2 separate regions of the Dromaius novaehollandiae genome follow, and region 1 is linked to region 2. Evidence: chromatin contacts called from public Hi-C data. All regions are on one chromosome and are shown on one strand. Each heading gives the region's core, a stretch centred on a gene start, on an enhancer-like site or on the middle of the called end of the contact. The rest is flanking DNA. Distances are from core to core; before and after follow the strand shown.

Region 1 (2,833 bases), core at 119-2,618, 120 kb before region 2:
TGTCTGATGGAAAACACTGGATTCTTTTAGGTTAGTTCTAACATGTTCAAGGGAATTTTCCCTTTAAAGTTCCCTTTAAAGTTTTGGGTCTGGCTTTTCAGTCCAACTGCTTTTTCCTATTTATTCCAGGCTCTTACAGACCTAACACACTCTCAGGACTCCTAATAACATCCCAGGCTTATGTGATTCCTCAGGGAGTCTGGGATGGATCCAAATGCCTTTTGATACTATACCTACAGGGAAAAAAAACAAACAAAGAAACAAAAACGAACAACACACCTTACTTACAGCAACGGTAAACTTTTGCCTAATTAAGTCATAAGTATCTGTGGAAAATTCCAAAGAATGTATATTCATCTCAAATACTTTGCATTCCTTTTGAGTCCTAAGTGAACAAGTGAGCAACTGGCACACTTTCGGTAAATTTTAGCCCAAACATTTGGCCAGAGCGAGGCAAAGTCCTGGTCGATGCAGGGCCTGAGGGAGGACACGTGGCAGTTTTCTGTGCGCGCAGGAGAAAGCCCAAAAGGAAAACGCTCAGGTGAAAACATGCTCAGAAGAAGGGGCTGAGGTAACACTGAGTTCACCCCAGGAAACCCCTGGGCCATTACGGTCACACTCATCAATTCCATCATGGTGTGTGGCACCACTTACAAAGCTGAAAGAAATGCCGGGTCTGCTTTATTTAGGATTAATTCCACTCCAGGAGTAAAACTGGCTCGAAATGCCGCACATCGACGCTCAGATGTTAGCGCTAACCCTGAATGAAGAAGGCCTTCCCCCACCTCCCACTGGGGCAGCTTACGGCGCCCAGCAGCGTCACCAGTCCCGGCTGCGAGCGGCGGCCCCCCGCCCCTCGGCTCCTCACGGGGCAGTCAGAGCAGTCAATGCCGCCTCCCCGATTCCTCCTCAGAGCGACGCGCAGTGCTGCGCCGCGGCCCCCCGCCCCGCCCGGCCGCGGAGGGCAGCCCTCGCTGCGGCCCTGGGGCACCGCGGAGGGGCAGCGAGGCCGCCGGCGGGTGCGCCCGCGCGGGCACCGGGCTCTGCCCACGGCCTCCCCCCCGCCCCCTCGGCGCAGCCCGGCCGCTGGCGGGGCAGCTTGACTGACGCTTTGCTATTTTAAGCAGCGAAAGCTTAACTCGCTCGGAGGAGTCCAGAGGGTTTCATTTAAGGGGGAAAGGGTTAAAAAAAAAAAAAAAGCCGCCAAACTTTTCTCAGCGTGTGGAAGAGAAGCGCGGGCGCAGGGTGCCGGCGGCGCGGCTCGCCCGGCCGGCCGAGCCCTACCTGCTGCCGCCCGTGCCGGAGCCCCCTCGCGCAGGCGGCGGCCCGTCGCCTGGAGGCCGCCTGTGGTGCGGGACCGGGGACAGCCTCCCCTATAGGCACCGGGCACCCGGCCCTCCCTCTCCCCCCTCCCCGCGCCCGCCTCCCGCAGCCGACGGCTCTGCCAGCTCCGGACGCAGCCCCCTGCCGAGGGGCTCTGGCACGGCGCGGGCTGCTGCGCCATGCCGCGCCATGCTGCGCGGGTGTCTGCGCGGCCCTCGGCGGGTGCCGGCGCTAATTGCCTTCCCGCACCCCGGCAGCTCGCGGGGCGCTTGGGTGCCTCACGCTCGCCCTTCTCTCCCGTGCTTTTAAGGCGTCGCCGCCATGCGGATGATCATCCTCCGCAGGCCAGGGTGGGATTTCCTAAGGAATAAACAGCCTCTTCCTCCGAGAAGCCTAAGAAATGAGCCACCGCTTCAGGCCAGCGGCGCCTCCCCGTTGGAGAGCCCCCGAGGGCTCTGGTGGGAGGGAGCCAGGCGAGAGCCGCTCCCTCGGGTCCCTCCATCTCCGCAGCCGCCTCCGGCTCCCGCTGCCCCCCCGGGAAATGGCGGGTCCCGCCGTCCACGCTGGCCGCGAGGGGCTCTGTGTAGTCGGGGCACTGTGGCCGTCACTCGCCGCCACTGCTTCGCGGCAGTGACTCCTGACTTGGCGTCATGTTTTTAAGGAAAACGTGTGTAAAACAGAGAGTCTCTCTCGCGCACACACGCCCGCTGCGGCCCTTCCGCAGCGCAGCGCAGCGCGACGCAGCGCCGCCCGCTGGCGGCCGTTGGTGCCGCGGTAACGGCTCGGCGGAGCCGCTCGGCTCCGGTGGCGGCTTCTAGACGGCTCCGCTGGGGCCTGCGGACCTGGGAGGGAGAATCTCGCTTTCACCCGCGAGGTGTTAGGTGCGTCTTAAACCTCAGTTCTTCACACAGAAGGCTTTGTTTTGTGTTTCTGCAATGGATATTATTTTTGAAAAGCGTCTTTCACAGACCCTCCTCAGGCAAGAGTAGCTGTCATGCTGTTGTGCACAGACTGCTTGAAAAGCCTGATTGGTTGCAACTACATTTTACGTGTCCACATTGATGTGACTGTTGATACTTTCAGCATCCATACTCAAAAATATTACCATTGCCTACCTTTTGGTCAGACTCTTGTGTTCTTGGCTGTTGCCCTGAGTAGGGAAAACATTAGACAACTAAAAACCAGCATGATGGCTCTTCAGCAACAACACACAAGTTTCTGTTAATAGTAAGCTATGTGCCGGCCAGAGAGGTGAAAACATGTCCGTATCAGGTCCTTCTCAAGGCCTTTTGTTGTTCCCTTCGGTAAAAATACTATCCAAGACAAATTCTGCCTGAGACACTCTGAAGAGCAGCGTAGCAGAGCCTTGATTGCTCCCTATAAATATTTCAACTGAATGAGGACGAAAATATCTATTAAACTAAAGGCTCGTGGTGGCACGAGACAAATGGGTATAAACTAAAGAAGCGTGATATATCAGAAACACACCTGTACCATGATTCTAAGTATA
Region 2 (2,933 bases), core at 427-2,926:
GGAAACTTTCCTCCTCCTGCCCTTGCATTTTTGAAATTTACCTCCCAACAGCTCTTTCTAGACCTATCGGAGTTTTGACAGTGACTTTCCAAAGCATTTGCCCTTAAAACTGTGGTTGAAAAAAAACTACTGGGAGTGTCTACAAGTGTCTGAGATTTCAAAAAAGGTAAATTGGGAATAATAAGAAAAGCCAAGGATAGTATGGAGCACAAGGACTACTGCAGGAGTTAAGGAAAACAAAACTCATAGGTTTGGGACACAGCTATAGCATACAGCTCTTACCAAAGGAGTCCCCAGGCTACACACATCTTGCAATGTGGTGCCAGCATTTTGATCAGTTAGAATGAGGATTTTTTTTTTTTTTAATAAGAGCACAGACTCTAGAAAGTGACATTATTTTTATGTTAGAACATGATTTGAACTTGAGCCCCCACCTCAGGAGCTGGGATCACAGAGAAGGGGGAATGGAGGGAAGTACCTGGCTGTGCACCAGAGCAGGGAGGTGAGATCAAGTGAGATGGACCCTGAAACACCTGGGGGAAATGCAGGAACCCAAACAAGATGGGATACAAGCAAGGCAGTATGACCAAAGCTCAATAGGTTGTTTACCTTCCCCCCACCCCACCCTGCAGCTATTCATTCCCACAGCCCTCAGTACACACCTTCCTCCAAAATGGGATTCCCAGCACATGTTCAAACACCAGATGATTAACAAAATGTTTGTAGACAAAAGACTTTTTAGATGTAAAACAACTCTAGCTAGCCCAAAACAATTTGGGCACTCAAGTGTTTATTCCCAGCCTGAAGGGGATGTGGTATTCCATAAACCAGGCATAAGAGAACAGGATAAGGACAGCACCTCCTTTAATTAAAAGGCAGACTGGCAATTCTTTAATGAGGGGGCCCAGATTATTGCCAGTTGATGTAACTATAAAACAGTAAATAAAACAGAAAGGTATGGTCATCTATGTTCACATCCTGGGACTTCAGTTACAGACTCCCTCAGAGTAAGGACAGGTATGCCCCAAAATAAAATACTTACATGGGGGCAGAGAAGGAATCCCATCACACAAGGTTTTTAATAACAGGTTAAACCATTTTGACAGACATTTGTCTAGGTATGACCAATCCTGCCTTGGGGCTGGGGTTGGGTTAAGTAACCTCTGAAGTCTCTTCCAGCCTGATTTTGGACAACTCTATAGCTGGTAGGCCAACAAAGCTAAAGGTGAATCTTCCAATAGAGGCAGGATCCTCTCATATGCTGTTCTGTTGAGAAGCAGAGGACTGGAGCAAGGGGAACTCCTATACAAATTTAATTCTGATTCATAGGGTTTGAACTTGTTATAACTATATTTTGAACTGGAATTCAAAAAGTGTCTTATAGCAAATCTACAAGTGACTGGCTTTTAAAATACTCTTAAGTTCATATTCAGAAAAGCTTTAATAGAATCTAATCTCACTGATCTACTGTCTTTTAGTTTGTGGTTTTAATTTTTTTAGGTAGCAGTTGTAAAGCATCAGTTAAAACATCAGTATTTTTAGGCTAAACTACTTTAAAAAAATGGGGGCTATAATTCCCTTCAAATCTAAAGATTTGACAACTACTCAGGTGTCTTGAATGTATTAGTTCATACCAGTGTGAAATCTGATGCTTGCTAAATCACTAGCTCTTAAGTGAAATCAGAGTCTCTACCCACATGATACAGTACAAGTAAATACCACTCCAGTGAGGTGAAATCCAGCATTTCAGAGGGAAACATTTTGTACTTTTCTGTAGCTCAGAAACATACTCTTTTAAGGAACTGGAGCAATAAACTATCAAATTACTGCCACTGTACACTGTTCAGAACAAATGACTGCACTACAAATGCCTGTTCAACCTTTACTTAGTATGAAATACAAAACAGGAGTTAGGGAAGCACTGTTTTTCAGAACTATGTTACCCAATTCAGAGTCAAAACTTGCAGATCTGAGGGGGTTGCTGTTGTTTTCTTTTTTAAATACACACAAATGAAGCTTCATCTAGGGTTAGTATCATGATATGAAGAGATTTGTCTTTTTCCATGAGGTTCATGTGTCTGACAAAAGTTGAACAGGCAAGTTTGTAATAGTAGACAATACCAGTTATTATACACCCAGGATAGATCGGAGTGAATTTTAGAGTGTTAGGAGTGAAGAATAAAATAAAACTCCACTCATATGAGAAGCCAAAGGGAAGGTGTACAGAACATTTCTTTTTTTTTTTTTTTTTTTTGTTTTTGAACACTACTGTTCAACCAGCCCTCCTACCAAATTCTGCACTAGCACTTGACTACACTTTTAAATAGATCTGGCTCAGTTCAGGTGGCACAGGCTGACTGTCTGACTTAAAGGAAGAGCCTTTCTACAATCATACATGCCCACTTTAGTTAGAAAATGGGTTGTCTTCGGGGACTTAGTTGCCCCAAAAGCACCATGTGTCGTCTTTTTTTTTTTAAGCTGCCAGTCAGATGAGATTTGGGAAAAATGAATATAACCAGCTATAACTGCAAAGCAAGCGACTGGAACCAGGAAAATGGTACAATTAGACAACATACGAGAAACAACTGATCGGGGAGTCTCGTAGGTGATGCTCTAAGAAGTTATGCCACAGCTGGATGCTGGGACAGGAGTTAGCCAGAAGAAAGGCAATTCTGCCCGTCAGGAGGGGGCAACAGCAACTGCAGCACCACGGGGGTGACACTGGCAAGCTGCTTCCTGGAACACCATCTCTCAGTTCAACTCAAAGACCGTCATTACACTGTACAAAGGGATCACAAGAGTTATTAAAATGACTTGATAAAATATTTTATAGCAAGAGTCTTTGGTCTTCAATTGTTCTAACCCTTAAATTTTCCCCAATCCTCTGCAAAGATGTCAAGGCAGTTAACCCATTTAGAATCAACGGTCTCAGA

What was found. Hi-C and Micro-C count contacts between places; a contact is called where the count stands out from the background.
Region 1: a Hi-C map of ovary shows a contact between it and region 2, with 5 times the contacts expected there. The contact joins the promoter of GJA3 here to the enhancer-like site in region 2. A contact is called at or near these places in 3 of 4 Hi-C or Micro-C datasets (brain, liver and ovary).

What each region holds. Positions count from the first base shown.
Region 1 is chr1:199,717,396-199,720,228 of bDroNov1.hap1, reverse strand. It overlaps GJA3 (gap junction protein alpha 3), which reads right to left and starts at 1,368. Exons shown (of 2, transcript XM_026112092.2): 1 at 1,285-1,368.
Region 2 is chr1:199,595,969-199,598,901 of bDroNov1.hap1, reverse strand. The region is part of intron 3 of CRYL1 (crystallin lambda 1); the gene reads right to left. Among named protein-coding and RNA genes, the nearest start is that of CRYL1, 24 kb to the right of the region's middle. Within about 2 kb of position 1,676, at least 1 of the 2 cell types and tissues checked has open chromatin away from gene starts, as enhancers often do.